2 separate regions of the Muntiacus reevesi genome follow, and region 2 is linked to region 1. The links are chromatin contacts, called in public Hi-C maps. All regions are on one chromosome and are shown on one strand. The core of a region is the stretch at or near the end of the contact, and the rest is flanking DNA. Distances in the headings are between cores, read along the strand shown. Region 1 holds the start of NUDCD3 (NudC domain containing 3). Region 2 holds the start of C6H7orf25 (chromosome 6 C7orf25 homolog).

Evidence for each region. Hi-C and Micro-C count contacts between places; a contact is called where the count stands out from the background.
Region 2: a Hi-C map of blood shows a contact between it and region 1, with 3 times the contacts expected there. The contact joins the promoter of C6H7orf25 here to the promoter of NUDCD3 in region 1. A contact is called at or near these places in 2 of 3 Hi-C or Micro-C datasets (blood and muscle).

Annotation. Positions count from the first base shown.
Region 1 is chr6:72,950,727-72,958,159 of mMunRee1.1, reverse strand. NUDCD3 (NudC domain containing 3) reads right to left here and starts at 2,608. Exons shown (of 6, transcript XM_065938636.1): 1 at 2,151-2,608. The coding sequence starts at 2,342.
Region 2 is chr6:74,125,141-74,132,573 of mMunRee1.1, reverse strand. C6H7orf25 (chromosome 6 C7orf25 homolog) reads right to left here and starts at 2,574. Exons shown (of 2, transcript XM_065939703.1): 1 at 2,288-2,574; 2 at 1-1,342. The coding sequence starts at 1,321. The coding sequence ends at 56.

The DNA of each region.
Region 1 (7,433 bases), core at 1,359-3,858:
AAATTGTCCCTCTTGGTTTCCATGGAATTTACTGCCCTGCCCACTTCCCTCCATCCCCCTCCCACTCCCACAGCCTCTTGCTTCTCCAATTCCTTCTCTGGGGTTCTTACCTCCAAAGGCACCTTCTCTCTGCCCTGCCCACTTCCCTCCATCCCCCTCCCACTCCCACAGCCTCTAGCTTCTCCAATTCCTTCTCTGGGGTTCTTACCTCCAAAGGCACCTTCTCTCTGCCCTGCTCCTCCACCTTCAGCTCCTCTCCTTTAAACCACTCAGATTCTTCTACCTCCCGTGAGCTTCAGTCCCACAATTCAACAGCCTATGGACAGAGACTTCTGTCTGCAATCTCCAATTCAACTTGTCTAAAACTAAGCTTCTTCCCCTAAATTCAGGTGACAGTTCAGTGAATGCATTACCATTATTACTGTGCCCTGGTCTGAAATCTTGGGTCACCTCTGGCCCATCCCACCCCTCTCTTTGCCTTGTTCCCCACCTCCACTTTACTAAACTGTTCACCAAGTGTTAACCTTTGAGAGTGTCTAAAACATAGTAGGTGTCTTACATACTGTTACCCTTACATACTGTTACCAGATTCATTACCTCTGTCAGTTCACCTGTAAAACAAGGAGAAAGATCAACCTTTTCGGTTGTTAGGAACAAATGACAACCTCGATAAAAAATTACATAACAATTAGTACATACTAGGTGCTCAGTAAATGTTCCTTTCTTTTTTCTGCAAAAGATCACCCTAGATGAAAGTGTTGCCACTCTACAATGGACTGGTTAAATAATAGAACAGAAAAATATGGAATCGGAAAAATGAAGTTTTGAGCTATAGCTCTATGATGAGTTTGGTCAAATCAAACCACCTGATCTGCTGAACTGGCACCCTCATCTGCCACATAAAATTCAACCTTATCTATTTCACAAGCTTCCGTGAAATTATTAATTTGCCAAAGGATTTGCTAAAAACCATCTCTGACACACAGCTCTCTGATCACTTGGATGGTACTTAACCACTACAAGGATGAGCAACAGCCTTAAGTTTTCAACTGAATACCAACCTCACTCCTCATTTGACCATATTATCTCCGGTAGTTATTCAAACATTTTAAGCTTTTGTTTCTTCATGCAGGCACTAAGGAAAGTAATATCGGACCAACCTGAAGCTAGTAGCAAGACTTCACGAGATGAACCTTTTGAAATCACTTCATAAACTGTACAGTGCTAGACGACAGTGAGAGGTATCACTAGAATTTCTACCTTCTCAGGTTCCTGGCTCAATGCTTGACTAAGTAGGCTCTTTCGATCCCATCAAAATTCCACCTCCTCTACAAAACTTGTCTTCATTTCCAAAAGATCATTTCTATTCCTTTCCTTCCAATGGTTCTGTCAGATAACAGGCAAAGGTCCCTGTTACTGTATTTCATCTCTTTAAATATAGCGTAAGTGTCCCAAGCAGAGAAACCATTATTTAACCATCCGCATAACCAGTGTATCTCCAATGCCTGCGGTGGCTGAATGTGTGAACTCTTGCTTATTACATTTCAAATACCCCGTCAAGTTCAGTGAATGATAGCCTCCAACATAAGCTTAACCTGGGATGCACAGTTATACGCTCATATGTAAACTTATTAAGTAGTATTATACTATGACTGTCTTTGACGTGAAAAGTCACATTTCAAATAAAAGAACCACACCCATCACACAGCCTCCCCCTCGTCCAGCAGTCGTAGTTCTGGGGTGTGCAGGTGTCCGTGCTACAGCCGCCCATTCCCCAGCCTAGCCTGCATTGTTTTCATTCACTGACTGGCCGGCCCTGTCACTCGAAGAGTTACGCGCTGCTGGAGGTGACCGGGGTCCTGAGCTTCTAGTATCCAAATGCACCCTATCGGACCAGGCTGCTCTAGAGCCGGCACCTCTCACAGGAGTAAACTGATACCAGACCAGCATCTCCGCAGAAGCCGCGGCCGCAGGAGGCGGGTCCGGGGAAGCGCCAGAGCATGAACTGAGGTCGGCAGCGAAAGAAGCGGTGGGCTCGCAGGAGCCTGAGCTCCCAGAGGGTCGGGGACTACCGGAGCGGGCTTGCGGGGGTCGGGGCTCCCACGATCTTCCCCCACCTCACCCCAAGCTTCCCGCCCGCCGCGCGTTACCTGCAGCACCAGCGCCTGCGCGGCCCCCGGGGGAAAGCCCATGCGGTCCGACGGGTGGCGCAGCAGGCGGTAGAAGTCCGTTTTGCGGTAGAGGAAGCCGAAGAGCACACGCAGAAAGTCCTGAACGTTGCCCACGTGCTGCAAGATGCCCAGCAGGGCCTGATCGTACAGCTCGGCCGCCCCAGGCTCCATGGCGTCGCCGGCCGGAGGAAAGCTCACTCACTGCGGGCGCGGCCCGGACGCCGGCCTAAGGCCACTTCCGGTGCTCTGCAGTAACGGCCCGGCCGCTGGCGCGCCCGGGAAACTTCCGGTCCGCGTTTGTTCGCCCCCGCGGTGGAGCTGGGCTGGACTGCGCCGGAGCCGACTGGACCCGGGCACCTCCCCTACTGCCCCCGGGCTTCTGGGGCGGTCTCGCAGAGGAGCAGAAGTGGGCCCCCGAAGAGCAAAAGGGCCCGGGGCTGCGGCATTGAGGGCGCCTAGTGGCCATGTTGGAAACTGGCGGAAGAGTTGTAGCGCCGACAACAACTGTTACGTGAGCCATGCTGTTGTCACGTGGTTTGTGGGCTGTGTTCCAGACTGGACGTCCTGAAACAAGGCGGGACAGCGAGAACCTTTTGCTTGCGAGTCCAAAGAGGAAAATGCGACCTTTTTGTTGGTGTGTTTCCCGTTACTAACGTAGTCGTGGGTGAAATGCAAGGTGATATGCATAAATAAAAGAAGACAAGATTGTCAAGTGAGTGCATGTACCAGGATTAAATGGAAAGAGCTAGATGCAGAAAAGAGAATCCGGTGTGCCGTGCTGTAAAATATACATATACGTATATATATGTGTGTATAGTATATACATGTGTACGCCTCGTATATATATACACAGACAGAATGTGTACGTGTTCTAAAGGTCTGTCAAAGCATAATCTGAAACTCAAAACATAAACACTTACTCAAATATATAATGAACACGTCAGAGATTTACACATTTTAATTAACAGTAGCCAATGATATGATAAAGCTAGTTTGGAGAAGCTTTTCGAGAAAGTGGGTATTTATAACTCTTTCAGAAAACAGAGTAAGATGTCTAGATTGGATACAAAGCTGGCTGGTATCCTATAAAATGATGTAGATTGTCTTTCCTAGTGGATAGAAATGATTTGCATAGCTACTGGCCTGAAACCTACAAGTTAACATGTATTTTAATAGTGTATGAACTCTAATGGATTGTGAACAAAGTCAAACTCAGATAAACTGCTGTAGAGCAGCGTTCTGAAACTTTTTGGACTTAGGACTTATTTACAGGTGATTCCCTGAGGGCCCAGTGGTTAGGACTCTGCACTCTCACATCAGAGTGCCCAAGTTCAATCCCTGGTCCAGGAACTAAGATCCCACAAGTGTGGCCATGGCCAAAAGGAGAAAAAAAAAAAAAAAAAGACCCATTTTCATTGTTAAAAATATATCAAAGACTCTTTGGAGTCTTCCATAAATTTTATGTGTATTATGTTTATTGATAGTTACCATATTGGACATAAAAACAGAAAATGTTTAAATATTTATTTATGTATTTTAATAACCATAAAAACATGTTAACATATTTTTGTAAAGAAATAATATTCTTCAGAGCAGTAAAAGTTTATGAGAAAAAAAAAGTTTATGAGAAACAAAGCATCCTTTTAAACTTTTGCAAATCTCTTTACTATCTAGCTTAATTGAATTGAAGACAGCCAGATTCTCACATCTGCTGCGTTCACTGTATTGCAGTATGGTGTTTTGACTGAAGTATGAGAAACCCAGTCTTATACAAATAGCAGTTTAATTGCCTTTTCAAGTAAATGTGAGTATTATTCTTGGAAACTACACCAACATTCAACAAATTGTACTTTCTTAAAGATTAGTTGCACTGTGAAATCTGAAATTGTATCAATAAATGTCTCCTACTTTGTCACATTAATATATGTTGGTCTGTCCTAATACTTTGAGTGAATCTTTGCTCACAATCTATTCTCTGTATACACAGAGCAAGGAGAGATGGAAGAAAGAGGCAGACCACTTCAGACTGGTAGGTAGGAGGTTTAATAAGCAAGGAAAGTTATAAGACTTGTCCTGGGCAGCCCCAAGACCAGTATATTTTCATGTCCACTTTGCCAGAATCGTAAACATTTATACAGACACCTTAACTGGGTTCAATCACGTACACTGTCCAGATGGGCTCAGAAACATCTTCCCCTCTCAAGGTATTGAGAGGAAGATGTTGTTGAAAACAACTCTTGCTGTGGGAATGGTAGGCAGAGCATACGTTACAAGCACAGAGGAAAGGGTGAGGAGTCTCCCATTGCCTGGGTCTAGCTAGAGGGTCAACCAGGGATCATGTTCTGAATACCCCCAATAAACTTTTACACATGTGATTTTGTAAAATCAGAATGGAATAAAGAATGTGATGCAAGAGTCTAACTATATTTAAAATGTATAAGGGCTTCCCTGGTGGTCCAGGGGTCAAGAATCCTGCCAATGCAGGAGAAACGAGTTCAATGCCTGGTCTGGGAATATTGCACATGCTGCAGAACAAATAAACCTGTACCCCACAACTACTGAACCCATGCACTTAGAGTCTGTGCTCTACAACAACAGAAGCCGCTGCAATGAGAAACCCATGCATCACAACTAAAGAGTAGCCCCAGATCTCTGCAACTAGAGAAAGCCTGAAGGCGGCAACAAAAACCTAGCTCAGCCAAAAATAAATAAATAAATATTTTTTAAATGTATAAAGCAGCTTCTCTGAAAGGGATACTGACCCCATCTGAAAGATGCTAACCCACGTAACTCTGGAAAGGAATGGTGTCTGTAAGACTAAAGGCAAAAGGAATTGCACGTAAACACTAAATTCTAAAGTTGTTGTCCACAGGACTGTAGGTTATCATTTCTGAGACTCCTCCATATGCGTAAAGGTAATCAACAACTAAGTAAATGGTGAGGGTGGTGGAGCCCGGCTTCTCTTTAGTGGCATGAGAGGCTCCAGAGAAGCAAGAAAGGAGTCTAGAATGATTCATGTGGTTATGGGTTAGAACTGGAGGCATCAGCATAAACTCCTTTTTAGTGTAGATACAGATTGCTTTTCATAGAAATATTCCTAGAAATGTGTACATATACAGGTCAGTATTCACATATGTATGCCCTTGCTCTCTCAGCTGAGAGGATCAGAAGCAACAAAGCCCCAGCAGCAACACACACTGAACACCCAGATCCTGATTTCTAAACTTATCTCCAGATGAAGGGCTGGAACTCCTGAGAGAAATGGCTGACTCTAGGACTAGGACAGGAATATATAAGTGGAGCCTGTACCATCTTATAATGCCAGGAAGTACGGAAGTGCTCACAAAGAGAGGAAAAAACCCACAGTGAAGGGAATATGTCAAAGGGACCTAGGAGCCAACTGGAAGACTTCCCAATGGCCAAATGTGGAACAAATAGTCACTATATCAAAACCCAAAGTAAAAACTGAGCATCCTTGGTTCCATACTGATAAAGATAGCATACTGAATAAATAACAAATGGAGGAGAACAATTTTCCTGTTCAGAAGAGTTCCAAATAATTTATGCAAACACTCCACCCTCCGGAAAGTAGAGCATAACCACTCACCCTTAAGTGTGGGCTGTGCGTAGCAACTTCCCTCCGAAGAGTGCAGTATGCAAACAGGCACAAGTGTACAGAGGAGACGCCTGGCCGACACAACCTCAGCCAGGTGGTCAGGGTCAGCGTGACAGCGACAAGCTATGGTGACTGCAGGCACCCTTGACACTGTGGGCTGAGACCGGCCCTCTGCCTCGTGGTCTCCCTCCGAAAAACCCATCACTTTTGTCTAATCGGGAGAAATACTAGACAAACCCCATTTGAAGGACATTCTTTAAAATACCTGACCAGTCTTCAACTGTCCAGGTCACCAAAAACAAAGAAAAGGAGAACCTGACATACTATCAGAAACGAAAGGAGCCCAAGTAAAGATGACAACTGAGTGTTGTGGAGTGTCCTGGACAGGATCCTGGCTCAGAAAAAGGAGCCTGGGTAAAATTACAGAAATCTAAACAAAATACGGATTTTGGTTAGTAGTAATTATCAGTACTGGTTCATTCATGGTACACTGACAAGTGTATCACACTAATGTGTTACTCGAGTAAATTTTGGGGGGCGGGGGGGCATACAGGAACTCTCTGTATTATCTTTGTAATTTTCCTGTAAAACTATTCTAAAATAAAAAAGTTTTCTTTTTAAAAAAGTATTTTTTTAAAAAGGGGTAACAATCTATAACCCCACTCCCCTCCCTCCCAGAAACAAGTGGAGTGTTGTGTTAGTATTGGTGCCGGGAAAGACGCACCCTTATGGGGTGGAGGTGTGCATAGGGCAGACGCCCTGGAAGGCACTAGTCTGTATCCCTTCAGTGCTACAGCGATGGTAGCTCCCCACACATAGACAGGAGACGTGTAAACACCTGCTGATCACACAGGTCCATGGTTCCATAGCTGAAGTCCCATATGTGAGCTGAATTTCAGAATTTAGAACATTTTTTCAGAAACGCAATTTGATGCTTACAGTACATTAGATATTAGACCTCATCAGGATCTGGGGTAGCAACATGAAATCAAACTTGTTAATGTGCTGCAATATATGACTATTCACATCAAGTTGGTTGAAGAGTGTAAGTATCCTATTTAAAAAAAAAAAAAAGAAGACTTGTTAGTCGCTCAGTTGTGTCTGACTCTTTGCAACCCCATGGACTATAGCCCGCCAGGCTCCTCTGTCCATGGAATTCTCCAGGCAGGAATACTGGAGTAGGTTGCCATTTCCTTCTCCAGGGGATCTTCCCATCCCAAGGATAGAACCTGAATCTCCTGCATTGCAGGCAAATTCTTTACAATCTGAGTCACCAGGGAAGCCTATTTATAAAGAGTATAAATAAATACATCATGTCTGATCAGTCTTTGCTACGAAATGAGTTTGTCCCAAACTTACAAAAGAAAAAGACAAATGCACTAGGTTTTCAGAGTTCTGGGGGTTCTGAAATTACACATAAGTGACTTGGACTTATAGCAGAAAAATAATTGAGGACAATGTGATTGCCCACTAGCAGGGGAATGGATAAAAAACATCCTGTTCATTCACACAATGAAAAGCTGCGTCGCAGTTAAAATGATTGGACTAGATCTCCATGTATCGACATGAATAAATCGAAAAAATGCCTGCTGCATAAAAAAAAACCTCATTGCAAAAGTTTAGGTCACGTATGGCATCGATTAAGG
Region 2 (7,433 bases), core at 1,325-3,824, 1.2 Mb before region 1:
GGAGACACAGCCTTGGGTATAAATAACTTATTTTCCATGACAATAAAGGATATCATTAGTGTTGGTTGTCAGTTGTGCAGTCTTTTGGTAAGGGGGTAGCTAGGGCCTCTTTGCTCTCAGTAAGCGCTCTGGGCTGATGGATAAATACACTAAACTTAACACCCTGGTTGTTGGCAGCCCTGACAAAACCACTATTGGCAGTCATTGTAATGGCTTTCAGGGTGTCTCCTGTCCCAAAAATTGTTAATGAGCGGCTGTTAATTTTTGAACTAGCCACTAGTTTCAAGGCACGCTCAGAAGGCTGGTCTGGGACCACATTAATTCGCTTAATCAGCATCGCAGCTCGCTCTCTCTCCCCGGGTCCTCCTAAGGTATCTAGAATAGACTGAAAATCCTTGACAGCAGATTCGCAAGCAAACAACTCCTTGTCCTTCATAAATGCCTCCAGCTGCGGCAGAACCTGCTCTTTCCTCTCCTGCTCTGCCTGTTCCGTGAGCACTTTTTCTTTGAAGATAAAGTGGCAGCCTCCATAGCTGAGGGCAGATACGTAGGTAATCAAAGTAGTAATGTCCAGGTTGACTCTTTTGCACACGTCCACCTTGATTTCTGTAGGAAACGCGACACTTGCTAGGATGTTTTCTCGGTCTACCCGGGTCACCTGCAAAAGCTCAGGGCCCTCATCATCCGATTCACTCTCACTGGGCTGGAGCTCTTCAGGCTGATCTAACAGAGAGTTCACTGCTACTATGTCCCCCCTCACTGATATGCCCATTTCTTTCAGCTTCTCAGCCATGGGGCTGGAGACGCTATTGTAAAATGCAAAGATGATGTGAGGGTTGCTATACTGCACGGGCTGCTGGTGACTGGCCTGGAGGAAGTCTTCAGCCTGCTCAATAATGCTTTTGTCACCATACTGGCCCCTGCCCAGCCAAATGTTATGCAGAGCTTCAGCCTTGCGGCCAATGGCTTTCACCCAAGTATGACCACCATTTGCAACAACATCCACCACAAGGGTCTGCTTTTCTCCAAAGGCGTCTGTGTAACCGAAGACATGGAGAACACTGACCACTTCCTCCAGGTTTTCTGCTGACTCCACGATGGCTCTGAGGTGTGTCAGGTTAGTGCTCTGCAAGTGGGACTCCTTCATAGCTACTTTTCCAGCTTCTACTTTCTGTAAGAATTTTAATTCCGCCTTCAACTTGCTGCACAGCTTGGCACCACCTTCGATGCCCCCTTTTCTTGATCTGGAAAGTGATTCTGCTCTCTTGATCAGTTCCTTGGCTATGGTGATGCGTTCACAGAGCATGGAGTGTGCGGACATGCTGACAGCATTATTCCTTTCCTATGAAAACAAAACAAACCAACCACAAGCAATTTTTCACTCAGGATTGTAAGATTTCAATCGGACAACTAAGATTATGGGGGCCCCGAGACTATGAACCTGGGATTCTGGGTGTCTGGAGTGACTTCCTCTTCTGAAGGCTAGGGAAAGGATGACAGCTATACTTCCCAACTCCTTACCTACGCTTGGTTTTCAAGACTCTTTACAGTTTCATTTTTTCAGCTTGAAAGTCATGGGATCCACAATATAACCCAGGTAAGGATAAAATGCAGCAGGCTGGCAACCTGCCACATAAGAAATTTCCTTATAAGCAGCCTTACTATTTGGCTGTCAAGAAATTTTAGAAAGCTCGGAATGTCAAAGTAAAATGGTTAAAGTATCCGCGTAGACTAGCTGGTGAAAAAATTGTCCAAAAAAAAAATAAATTTTCCAAGACAGGAGATTCTCTCCTAAATTGAGCACTCTAAGCTTTTCATACTTGTCTCTCCTTCAACCTCCTGCCTCGTGATTCCCAGGGGCATATGGTACACGCGCCGAGGAATCAAGACTGCCTGTTCGTGCCTGTGACGTCAACCCAGCCTATTTCTAAAGAACTAAGGAGCCCACCGACTTGTCTCCAGCTCCCACTCCAAAAGTAAAGCCTGAAAATAAACTCCACGGAGCAGCCCGCGGCGGCCCGAGCGAGCGGGCCTGAGATCAGTGGGGCCTTCCTGGCCTTCCTGGGCATTCGGCCCTGTCGGGTCCACCTGCAACGCTGGCCCCGCTGGGCAGTCTGGGGCTCCAAAAGCACCCGCGACCAGGGCGGGGTCTGTGGCGCGGGCGGAGGGGGCTCGGCGGCCCGACGCCCACTACCCTTCCCGCGGGGCCGGGCCAGTTAAGTCCCCTCCCAGGCTCAGAAGGGGCGCCCCGTTCCCTCTCCCCTTGGCCCCTTCCCCGGTTCCTCACCGGCAGCGCCCAGAACTACGAGCGCGAACAGGGGGCCACGTGCGCGCGAGGTCGGGACCCGCCGGGAAACCCCACCGGGCAACCTCACCGGGCAGTCCCCACCCAACTCAGGCCTCCGCTGCTGCTCCGCCTGCGCAAGCCCTACCGCCTCGGGCGCCTAACGCGTCACGTGGCCCCGCGCCGGGTGACGCCGAGTCCGCGATTCCCAGGCGGCAGCGCGGCCTCGAGAGCGGGGCTGACGCTAGCATGGCGGCCATGTTTGTTGATGGCACCGACTTTTCCTAACTGCCAGCGTGGAGCGAACCTAGGGACGCGCGGCTTCCTGGCTCCAGGAAAGGGGCAGGGGTAGAACTTTCAGGACCGCGCATCTCCCACTGGCCGCCGACCGCTCGATCCCCAGGGTGCCTGGTCGACTGAACCCGCACCCTAGCATTTGATCTAATAGTTAAGGCTTTGCCTGGGGCGGGAGTCGGTGCGTTTTGGTGGGGAAAACCTCCCGATAGCGCCCAGCTCCCCTCCTCGGGCCAAGCACATCGCTTTGCCATCAAGCTCAAACCCCTAGAGTGCCAAACGACGGTTGTAGAAAATGCTTGGCTCATTTTCACAGAAAACTGGCTGGAGAGGCTTGTCAGAGGTTACGCAGCTGCTAAGTACTGGAGCTGAGAGTTATGACTCGCCACTGCATCATCACGGGCTCTGAATACCATAGTGTCATACACAGATCCTCTGCCTTTCTAAAGAAGACAAATCGTCAGTGGTTTCTGAAGGGCTGAGAAATTGACATTAACCCTGCTAGTGTTCAGAGTCACCCATAAAGTAGAAAGAGGTCGCTCAGCTGTATCCGACTCTTTGCGACCCCATGGACTGTAGCCTACCAGGCTCTCCGTCCATGGGATTTTCCAGGCAAGAGTACTGGAGTGAGTTGCCATTTCCTTCTCCAGAGTATCTTCCCAACCCAGGGATCGAACCTAGTTCTCCAGCATTATAGGCAAGACGCTTTACCGTCTGAGCCACCAGGGAAGTCTTAAAGCCTCATTCTAAAAATTAAAGAGAACTTGACGTTAAATTTTATCCTATGCCTGCCTGCTCCTTTAAAGGAATGAAAAAGAAACAAACCTACAAAGCTAAAAAAAAGAAAGAAAGAAAAAGAAGACTGCACAAGAGACATGTCAATACTTTTTTGGAAGACCAAGAGCAGTGAAACTTACTCAATGCTTAACATATGGCCAGCATTGTTCTGAGTGCATTTCACATATTAATTTATTCAACCCCTTTGGCCTAAAAGATACACTTTAGAGTTAAATCTGCATGAGAGTGGTTATTTGAACAAGGAAGCCTCTCCGTGGATGGAGTAGTTAGCAGAGACAAAACTGCATCAAGTGATTGACAAAGCAGAACTCCCAAAAGGTTCTGGATGCCAGGGGAGTAGTTGAGGCAGGACTAGAAATGGGCATTGCTTATGTTGTATATCCAACAGACACATAAGTCCTCTCTCCAGTCCTGTGAAGCTGGGACTGTTACCCATCCTTCCCCAGGCAGAAGTGTAGCATTTAAGATGTTGAAGATAGGGGATTAGAAAGGTTCCTGACACATTATGAAGAATGCAAGTTACTATCCTGAATAGTAAAATGCTGTTGGCCCCTTTTCTGCCCCTCACAAAACAAAGGCACTCCTGTCTCACTCCCCTCATCACCCTCTCCCCTAAACCCTGCTTTTCTCTGGAGTCACAGAGCACATGAAAGACCAGAGAAATGATTTATAGGTGATATTTGGCATCCCCCAGTTGATGGCTCAGACAGTAAAGAATCCACCTGCAAAGCAGGAGACCTTGGTTTGATTCCTGGGTTGGGAAGATGCCCTGGAGGGATGGCAACCCACACTATTCTCGCCTGAAGAACCCCATGGACAGAGTGGTGAGTGACGGTGGCAATGAGTCAGACATGATTGAGCAACTAATCACAGCACAGTAAGCAGGTTTGGGACTCACAAACAGCACTTTCAAACATTTTTGTTTAGAATCTAAAGGAAACAGAAAGCAGAACAAATGTTTTGTTTTTAAATATCTTTAAACTAACATCCTCAGGTGGCTCAGATGGTAAAGAATCTGCCTGCAATTCCGGAGACCTGGGTTTGATCCCTGGGGTGGGAAGATCCCCTGGAGAAGGGAATGGCTATCTACTCCAGTATTCTTGCCTGGAGAATTCCATGGACAGAAGAGCCTGGCAGGCTACAGTCCAGGGGGTGCAAAGAGTGGCACATGACTGAAGTGACTAACACTTTCACTCAGATAAAAGGTATTTTAACCATGAATCAAGAGAATTTTTTCCTAAAGGGGAGATAATGGAGTATAGTAGAGTTCTTCAAAATTAAAAATGCTATCCCAAATCTTAAAAACATCAATAGAAAAGCAGGAAGTGTCTACTAAATGTAGAAAAGTCTACTAAAAAGTAGAATTTTAAAAACAGGTGAAAAATACAGTGAAAACAAAAGGGTCCAGTATTCAATTAATAAGAGACTCAATGTGAAGACAATTCTTTCTAGTCTAAAATTTTTAAACCCAGGCAATCAAGAAAAGGGGAAGAGGATGAGATGGTTGGATGGCGTCTCCAACTCGATGGACGAGTTTGAGCAAGCTTCGGGAGTGGGTGATGGACAGGGAAGCCTGGTATGCTGCAGTCCATGGGGTCGCAGAGTTGGACACAACTGAGCGACTGAAGTGAAGCAAGAAACAGAATAGTTTCAACATGCAACTAGCTTAGAATAGAGCAGGAAGAGAGGGTTCTTCCTTGGAATGGTGTGAAAGGCAGGCTGAGAACTGTTAAGATTACCTGATATCTGACCAAGAGGAAAACAGACTGAAGAGGGTTTTACAATCCTGTTGGGAGGGAACTGGTAAGAATTAGTGAGCCACAGAAAAAAACAAAGCAAAAGTGAGGAAAAGCAATCACAGTATACTTGCTTGCTAAATCACTTCAGGCGTTTCCAACCCTTTGCGACCCCATGTACAATAGCATGCCAGGCTCCTATCCTTGAGATTCTCCAGGCAAGAATACTTATGTGGATTGCCATGCCCTCCTCCAGGGGAGCTCCCAACCCACGGATCGAATTCATGTCTCCTTTGTCTCCTGTGTTGGCAGGCAGGTTCTTTACCACTAGAGCCATCTGGGAAGCCCTCACAGTATACTTACATACCAATTAAAAAAAACCTTTTAAGCTCAACATTGTGATCTAATTAAAGCAGAGAGGAACTGAGGGAGGTATAAGAGTTCAAAATTCTCATATTGCAGAAGAAAATGTTTATATGGTAGTTAACATTTGGAGTCCAAAAACGACCATATAAGCCTACTGTTTTGAATACAGGAGTACTTGATAAGAGTACTTAGAAAGTGAAAAGTGATGAATGGATCAGGGACAAGGCCTTTGATCAGTGTTAGTTGTCCAACTTTAAGTTCATGCTTAGGAAGCTATCATTTGGTAGCCAACTATTGCTGGTTTTATAAGGTTCTTTGGAGCAGAGTCAGGGGAGGAGTATGAATTGAAGGATCTGTGAGAAGTAATACGACATTAACACAGGACCACTGAACTGGTTTCAGGAAATTAGGATTCTAAACCAAAGGACTTACTAACTCTTACATGTTCTCAAGCAGTCCACTGAATATTAGTTTAAGTTTCTTTACAACAGGGGCTCAGAGCTTGCCTACATTTGCAATAAAGACTAAGAGCAGGCATTTTCAGCCATGAACGTAATTGAGCAATAGATGAAAAATCCTCTGATCATATTTATCAGCTAATCAGTGCCCAATAAATTAGCACCTGATAATTATAAAGATCCGTATTACTTTTCTTCCTGATCCCCCTTTCCTTTTGAACGCCCTCCTACCCCCACACGTGCATTTTAAATATGTCCACATTTCACTGCTAATAGTTTTGCAAAAACTTGAATTCACAGTTTTGCAAAAACTTGAATTCACAGTTCAGTGAGAAACTAGAAAACAAAACAAGTGGAGGCAAATGTTTTAAGAGAAGATACAAAAAAAAAAAGAACCGAAAATGGAGAATGTACATGAGGAGCATTATGATACTTAAAATGATTTTAAAAGCTAGAATCCACAGGTTAGAAGACTGAAGAATTTGGGAACGTGTAGGGATGCATGCAGTGGGTTGCTAGACCAAAAACTTGAGTTTCCCAAGAACTGAGACAAAGGGAACAACTTAAGATCAGTGAAGAGAGCAAACTGAGAACCAACGGGGACGTGCTCATGGAGAAGCTCCAGCTGAACTGTGCTTTGCATTTAATGGGGCAAGAGGCAGAGATGAGACTCTGGACACAGATGTGCTTCAGCTCATTTTTCCTCCCTTTATTCCATAGGATTTATTCTGTTAGCACTCCATAAGAACCTCCATGTGCTTTCTGTCCTAAATAAAAATGCCTTTACTCTTCCCTTTGAAGAATTTTGGCATTCCTCTGATTTCTTAATGTTGGACATTGGCGAGCCTAAGCAAATTCAAAGGAGCTGAAACTAGCTGAAACTTAACCATTAACCCTGCCAGGCCTTTCACTTGCAGAATCAAGGTTGGTCCTGAGAAAACCCTATGAAATAATTACCGTGTGCAGTCACTCGGCCAGTGAAGGGGGAGAGGTAAGACCTAACTCCAAAACCATTCCTTTCGACCACTAAGTTCTCTTTTTAGCATGCTGGGTTCATAATGTACCAAGAGCCAACAAGGGGAGACTAATGTTAAATGAGGTCTTCAAGACAAATGTCTAGAAACAGGTGAAGTTGGCATCTCCCATCTCTCATCATAACACTTCTGCCACTATAGGAGGTTACAGTGACAGTAGGGAGAACTGGGAATCCTAACAAAAATACTCCAAGATAAGTCTCTTTCCTAAAAAGCCTAAACTTAACCAAATCTTCTGAGATCTTTTGAGCCACATTTAAGTCACAGAAGTCCCCATCTCTTTGTTGGTAAGACATTCATAACAGTGACATTCATAAACTACGTTCTGTGAGCAAGACTAATGACAGGATTTCTCTCAACCTACGATGCCTTAAAAAACAAAGCTTTAAGTGCTATGCCTTCACATATAATGGAAACAGGGCTCTGATATTCCATGATTAGCTTGCAGTTGGAAGTCTTAATG